Linked DNA regions of Sus scrofa: region 1 is linked to region 2. A link is a contact called in public HiChIP or PLAC-seq data. All regions are on one chromosome and are shown on one strand. Each heading gives the region's core, a stretch centred on a gene start, on an enhancer-like site or on the middle of the called end of the contact. The rest is flanking DNA. Distances are from core to core; before and after follow the strand shown.

The links. HiChIP or PLAC-seq counts read pairs in DNA pulled down with a chosen protein or histone mark.
Region 1: a contact with region 2 is called in an H3K27ac HiChIP or PLAC-seq map of alveolar macrophages. The contact joins two enhancer-like sites. A contact is called at or near these places in 1 of 47 Hi-C or Micro-C datasets (embryonic fibroblasts) and 1 of 2 datasets of contacts at active chromatin or transcription factors (alveolar macrophages).

What each region holds. Positions count from the first base shown.
Region 1 is chr6:106,018,031-106,021,581 of Sscrofa11.1, forward strand. The region is part of intron 1 of LOC110261178 (a long non-coding RNA gene); the gene reads right to left. Among named protein-coding and RNA genes, the nearest start is that of THOC1, 19 kb to the right of the region's middle. Within about 2 kb of position 1,846, at least 7 of the 83 cell types and tissues checked have an H3K27ac peak or open chromatin away from gene starts, as enhancers often do. A contact at or near this core is called in alveolar macrophages, where this site is marked.
Region 2 is chr6:105,901,067-105,904,320 of Sscrofa11.1, forward strand. All of the region lies in intron 2 of COLEC12 (collectin-12), which reads left to right. Among named protein-coding and RNA genes, the nearest start is that of COLEC12, 95 kb to the left of the region's middle. Within about 2 kb of position 1,840, at least 7 of the 83 cell types and tissues checked have an H3K27ac peak or open chromatin away from gene starts, as enhancers often do. A contact at or near this core is called in alveolar macrophages, where this site is marked.

The DNA.
Region 1 (3,551 bases), core at 596-3,095, 120 kb after region 2:
AAGATTGAAAGTAAGGTATTTTGTCTCAAGAAGTAGATATACAGTTAACCTGGAATTTTTGAGTGTTTTCTGCATTAACAAGTCTCAAAAAACAAATGCCAGAGAGGGTATGGAGAAAAGGGTACCTTCCTTCTCTGTTAGTGAAAATGTAAATTGGTACAACCACTATGGAAAACAATATGGAGGTTCCTCAGAAAACTAAATATAGAACTACCATATGATCCAGCGATCCCACCCCTGAGCATATATCCAGACAAAACTTTCATTCAAAAAGATACATGCATCCCTATGTTCATTGCAGTACTAATTCACAATAGCCAAGACATGGAAACAACCTAAATGTCCATTGACAGACAAATGGATTAAGATGTGGTACATATACGCAATGCAATACAACTCACCCATAAAAAAGAACAAATTAATCTGATTTGCAGCAACATGGATGGAACTAAGACTCTCATACTAAGTGAAGTAAGAAAGAGAAAGACAGGAGTTCCCGTTGTGGCGCAGTGGTTAACAAATCCGACTAGGAACCATGAGGTTTCGGTTTGATCCCTGGCCCTGCTCAGTGGATTAACGATCCAGTGTTACCATGAGCTGCGGTGTAGGTCGCAGACACAGCTTGGATCTGGCGTTGCTGTGGCTCTGGCACAGGCCGGGGGCTACAGCTCCGATTAGACCCCTAGCCTGGGAACCTCCATATGCCGCAAGAGTGGCCCAAGAAAATGGCAAAAAGACAAGACAAAACAAAAAAGAAAAGAAAAGAAAAAAGAAAGAGAAAGACAAATACCACATGATATCACTTATATGTGGAATCTAAAATATGACACAAATGATCCTATCTACAAAATAGAAACAGACTCTCAGACATAGAGAACAGACTTGTGGTTGCTGGAGGGGAAGTGGGGGGAGGAAGTGGGATGGACTCCGGGTTTGGGGTTGGTAGATGCAAACTATTACATTTAGAATGGATGAGCAATGAAGTCTTGCTGTATAGTACAGGAAACTATAACCAGTCTACTGGGACAGACCGTGATGGAAGATAACATGAGAAAAAGAATGCATATATATATATATGTATGTATGACTGGATCACTATGCTGTACAGCAGAAACTGACACAACACTGTAAATCAACTCCACTCTAAAAAAAAGAAAACAAAAATAAAAATAATTATTTTCCAAAAATAACAATAAAACCTTGCATTAAATGAAACTGGTTAAGTGCCTTGTGTACTATGAAATTCCTTTGATGAGTGAGTCACATTATTTATGGACTGTTGGAAGACCAACCTTTTATTGTACAAATTGCCAACTGATCATTTGGAAAGGAACCAAAGAGTCAGGAAGAGCTCCTTCTCACAGTAATGCAGAAAGACACACAAAGCATGACCCAGATATCGAAAGGGGCCGGCACTGCTAGCAGAAGCCATTCATGATTGAGTGAGGACACTGCTGCCTGGAATCTCTAATAACAAAGAAAACATGGAGGAAAAGGTGGAGAGAAACACTGCCCAGGGTGAAATACAATGGGGAGACCAGAAGGATCAGGGAGGGGTCTGGCTTCAGTGAACAAACAAGATGTAAAAGGATCCCATTTTTCTAGTCTCCCAAAAATCTGAATCCAACTAGACAACATATTTGATTGCAAGTATTTATCTTTTCCATGCATTCCATCTCAGTTAGAATGAAGAGAAGAGGATATTAATTTGGATAACACTAGCTGCTATAACAAACAGCCCCTCAAAAAAGTATAAATGGCTCAAAGACCACAGAAATTTCCTTCCCACAATTCAGTGTGAGGGAGATACTGTTTGGCAGCTCTCTCTTACGTGGCCATTCAGGAACCCAGGCTCCATCCATTTTTTGACTGTGTCATTTCCTAGGGCTTTGTCATCTTCTGCTCAAGACACTAAAAGGGGAACAAGTATGAAAAGGGCACTTAAGAACCCTGCCTCCCAGAAAAAGAATGTGTGTGTACATACATACACACACACACACACACACCCCTACAACTGGGTCACTTTGCTGTACAGCAGAAATTGACAGAACTTTATCAATCAACTATAATTTTTAAAAAAATGTTTTTCAAACCCTGCCTCTTGGAGTTTCTGTCGTGGCTCAGTGGTTAACGAATCCAACTAGGAACCACGAGGTTGCAGGTTTGATCCCTGGCCTTGCTCAGTGGGTTGAGGATCAGGCGTTGCCATGAGCTGTGGGTAGGTCACAGACCTATCCTGATTTGCTGTGGCTGTGATGGAGGCCGGCAGCTTAGACCCCTAGCCTGGGAACTTCCACATGCTGAGGGTGTGGCCCTAGAAAAAGGTAAAAAGACAAAAAAAATAAATAAATAATAAAAAAATAAAACAATAAAACACTGCCTCTTAAAATTCTGCCTCTTGGAGTTCCCTTCATGGCTTAAGCGGTTAACGAACCCAACTAGTATCCATGAGGATGTGAGTTTGATCCCTGGCCTCGCTCAAAGGGTTAAGGATCCGGTGTTGCCGGGAGCTGTGGTGTAAGTCAAGCACTTGGCTCTGATTTGGTGTTGCTGTGGCTGAGGTGTAGGCTGGCAGCCATAGCTCCAATTCAATCCCTAGCCTGGGAACTTCCATATGCTGAGGGTGTAGCCCTTAAAAAAAAAAAAAAAAAAAGGCAAAAAAACCTCTGCCTCTTGGGAGTTCCCTCATGGTTCAGCAGGTTAAGGATTCAGCCTTGTCACTGCTGTGGTTCTGGTTATAGCTATGATGCAGGTTTGATCGCTGGCCAAGGAATGTCAGCACGTGGCAGGTGTGGCCAAAAACAAACAATGAACAAATGAAAATAACACCCTGCCTCTTAAAAACCCTAGCTTGAGAACGACATCACAAATCATTGCCTAGAACTTCGCCGCAAGGGTGCAAAGAAATGTAGTCTAGCTGAATGCCCAAAGAAAAAGAAGAAATGGATTTCTTGGTCAATGTCCAACCAGCTGCTTAGAAAAAAATGAATGCTTTATTCATTTCTGCATGAATGCCTTCTGCTGTGCATTACATGTTAGTGGTAAGTAAACATTAGTAAAACGGAGTGTTTGAGTAACTACTGAGATCACAGTAGTAATAATTATTAACTTACTAAGAGCTAGTAATGTGTGCATTCCTAAATTATTTATACATGTTATCTTATTTAGTCCTTGAAGTTTTGTGTACTTTTAAAGATGAGAAAACGGGCACGGAGAGACACATTGAAAGTCACATAGCTGGAGAGTGGCAAGCTTGAATTTGAATCCAGATTCCTCATTCCTATCCACTATGCCTTGCTTTCTCCCAGAGTGTAACTTTTAACCATAACTTTTACTTGTGCATATAGCAACTAGCTTTTAGAATACTGTCACCTGAAATTTAATATGACGTGTCTCGAGTGGATATAAATGGATGGGGTCAGTGTGACAATTTTTAAGTCTGGAGCTTCCATTGTAATGATAACCTTTTTTATGGAGTTCCCATAGTAGCTCAGTGGAAACAAATCCAACTAATAACCATGAGGTCGCTGGTTCGATCCCTGGCCTCAGTC
Region 2 (3,254 bases), core at 590-3,089:
TCTGTCAGTGGGAGGGAGAGCAGAGAATCAGTGGTCATCTTTAACCTACCACAGGTGGTAAATAAAGAATTTAGCCTATCTACAAAAAAGAGATTTTTCTTTCTATCCTACTCTGCACTTGCCTTAAAAAGGTAAATTTTCAACTACAATTCATTTCAGAGTTTGTTCTATATAAAGATCGCTGACTGCAAATGTTTTGATGGGAAAATTTCAATCTCCTACTCAAATTATGACTTCGGAACTATCTAAAATATATACATGCATGTATGCAGATATTCAAATGTATATGCTTAAATTTATTAGGTATTTTCCAAAGAACACTAAGATGTATTATCTGTCCCCTACCTCTGTTCTTAGGTGTTAGTATCTTCAGGTTGTAGTTGAGGAAGCTGAGGATCTGTATGGTGAAGTGTTCTAGATCACATAGCTACTAATGGTGGAAGAGGGAGGATCAGAATTAAGTTAGCTGTATACGTTCAGTTACAGCTTCCTTGAATTCTGTAATACAGGTAGAAGTAAGCCAAAGACTATGGGAAGGCTTTCTAATAGATGTCATCATTTGGATGTTTATCTCCTAACATGAAGAAAAGATTGCATGGTTCTTCTAAAGTATTTTTGCACCCATTTTTTAAATGATTTTTTTTTTTCCATTATAGTTGGTGTCGCACCCATTTTTTATTTTGTTCTACATGCTAATCTCATGAGAAAGGTATTATTATTTTTTGTATTATTATTATTATTATTATTATTATTTTGTCTTTTGTCTTTTTAGGGCTGCACCTGTGGCATATGGAAATTCCCAGGCTAGGGGTCTAATCAGAGCTGTAGCCACCAGCCTACGCCACAGCCACACCCACACCAGATCCAAGCCGCGTCTGCCACCTACAACACAGCTCACGGCAATGCTGGATCCCCAACCCACTGAGTGGGGCCAGGGATTGAACCTGCATCCTCGGTGACACCAGTCGGGTTTATAACCACCTGGTTATGAACAGGGGATCCTGTTGTGGCTCAACACCAGCTCCCCCACCCGCTGAGCCACAACAGGAACTCCCAGTACCCTTTTTCTGATGAGGAAACAAAAGTACCGAGAGAGAGGTTAAGTAAACTGCTTTCACAGGTCATACAGCTAACTGGCGGAGCTAGTGCCCAAGCCCACAACTTTAAACTCTCAACACCATGATTTCTCCCTCACTGACCTCCCACCCACCCATGCCCCAGGTTTTTTGGTTTTGGAAGACTTATAACAGCATAAAACTGGCCTAGACGTCTAGGGTGGCACCATCCTCTTCACGGAGAAGAGTGGGAGGCCTCAGGAGACGGAACAACCCAAAGTAGTTAGAAAAGATCAGGGCAGCGCCAGCACCATTGGAGGAAATGGGGACACTAATTGCCGGCAGTTTGGATTTGTCTCCAGGGAGAACTCATAGTTATGATTTCTCCTGATGCATGTGAAATCAGTTGCTATAGCAATGACCAGGGTTTCTTGGAACTTGCTGACAGCAGCAGTCTTAGGAACAAACTCTCTCCTCTGTTATTTATGCTTCTGAGGCTGATGTTAATGAACTTGGCTCCACATTTCCGTACCCCCACCATGTCCACGTGCTACCATCTTCTCATGACTCTGCTTGCGCCCCTTGATAGACATGTGGACAATGGCTCTAGGAACGTGCATCATTGGTGGTCATGTTCAGGGGAAGGGGAGCTAGGCCGATGGCAAGAAGGACAAAGCAGGAGTTTGGAATCTGGATCTGAACCTGTATCGATGAATATTTAGGTAGACCCAATATCTCATACACATCTATAGCTGTCACAGAGAGACTAGGAAATAAGTGAGTTTAGTTCAGCCTGAAGCAACATTAAGAAACACTTCCCTCTTTTTCATTTAGATGTGAGCAGCATGTCTGAATGTCAGCTGAGGCTACAGGATGCATTTCCTAGCACCCCATAGCGTCCCCATAGCGTCCTCTTTCTCTCCTCTAACTCCTACTTGCTTTGGGACCTTTATCCTACCCATTCCTTTTCCCCAGTGTTCTTGGTGTGACTGGTTCCTTGCCATTCAATCTCTACTTGATAAGCATCTCCTGGCTTCCTTGAGTCCCCAAGCTCAAAGCAGCCCCTTGGACTCTGCATAGTGTTGACCTGATATTATCATGTTCCTTTACTTGTTTATATCACATCTTCTCCCCAAAGTTCTGGGGGTGGGGACTTTAGGTTGGTCACCACTGTAACCCTTAGAACAATGCCTGGCCCAGTGCTCAACGAGACATATAAAATGAGTGAAGCAGTCCCAGTTACTGCCATTCTTTAAACCTCACATCCCTGCCCTGCATCTGCTGGATCCCCACATGCAATGCCCATTCCCTCCCTTCTTCCTTTTCTAGCCCTGCCATTAGCCAGACTTCAACTCATGCCATCGAGAATGCAGGGTAGGACTTCTAACCTTAATATTCTTATTAGTTTAAGAAAGTTAAAAAAAAAATCAAAATGACAAAACAGGACTTCCCATTGTGGCTCAGTGGTTAATGACCTCACTAGTATCCATGAGGACTTATGTTCAACCCCTGGCCTTGCTCAGTGGGTTAAGTATCTGGCATTGGCATGAGCTGTGGTGTAGGTCACAGATGCGGCTTGGATCCCACGTTGCTGTAGCTGTGGTGTAGGCCAGCAGCTGCAGCTCTGATTCAACCCCTGTCTAGCCTGGGAATCTCCCTATGCCACAGGTGCAGTCCTAAAAAGACAAAAGACAAAAAAAAAAAAAAAAAAAAAAAAAGATAATGTGAGAAAAAGAATGTATATATGTATGTGTGACTGGCTGTCTTTACTGTACTGTAGAAAATTGACAGAACACTGAAAACCAGCTCTAATAGAAAAGATAAAAATCATTTAGAGGGAAAAAAAGTAATACGGGCATGGTTTGTGTGCCTCAAAACAATTAGAATAGTAATGTCACAGATTACCATAATAAAAATAATAATAATGAAAAAAGTTTGATGTGAAAAAAATAAAATAAAGTTTAAGTACAGAGACCTAGCAGAGCTGGTGCTTCCCCATGACATGCACTTCCCCCTACCAAGAGAGCTCCATGAACAGTGTCACCACCGTGTCAGGGAGCAAGCAGAGCCTCAAAGAGTCCCCACACCCGGTTACCTCCCTGCTCCTAAGGAAAGCAATTCCTTGTGAGAGAGGAGGCACAGAAGATGCTTAAATGAATCCTGGAATTTCTCTGGGATACAGTAACAAGACATTTAATC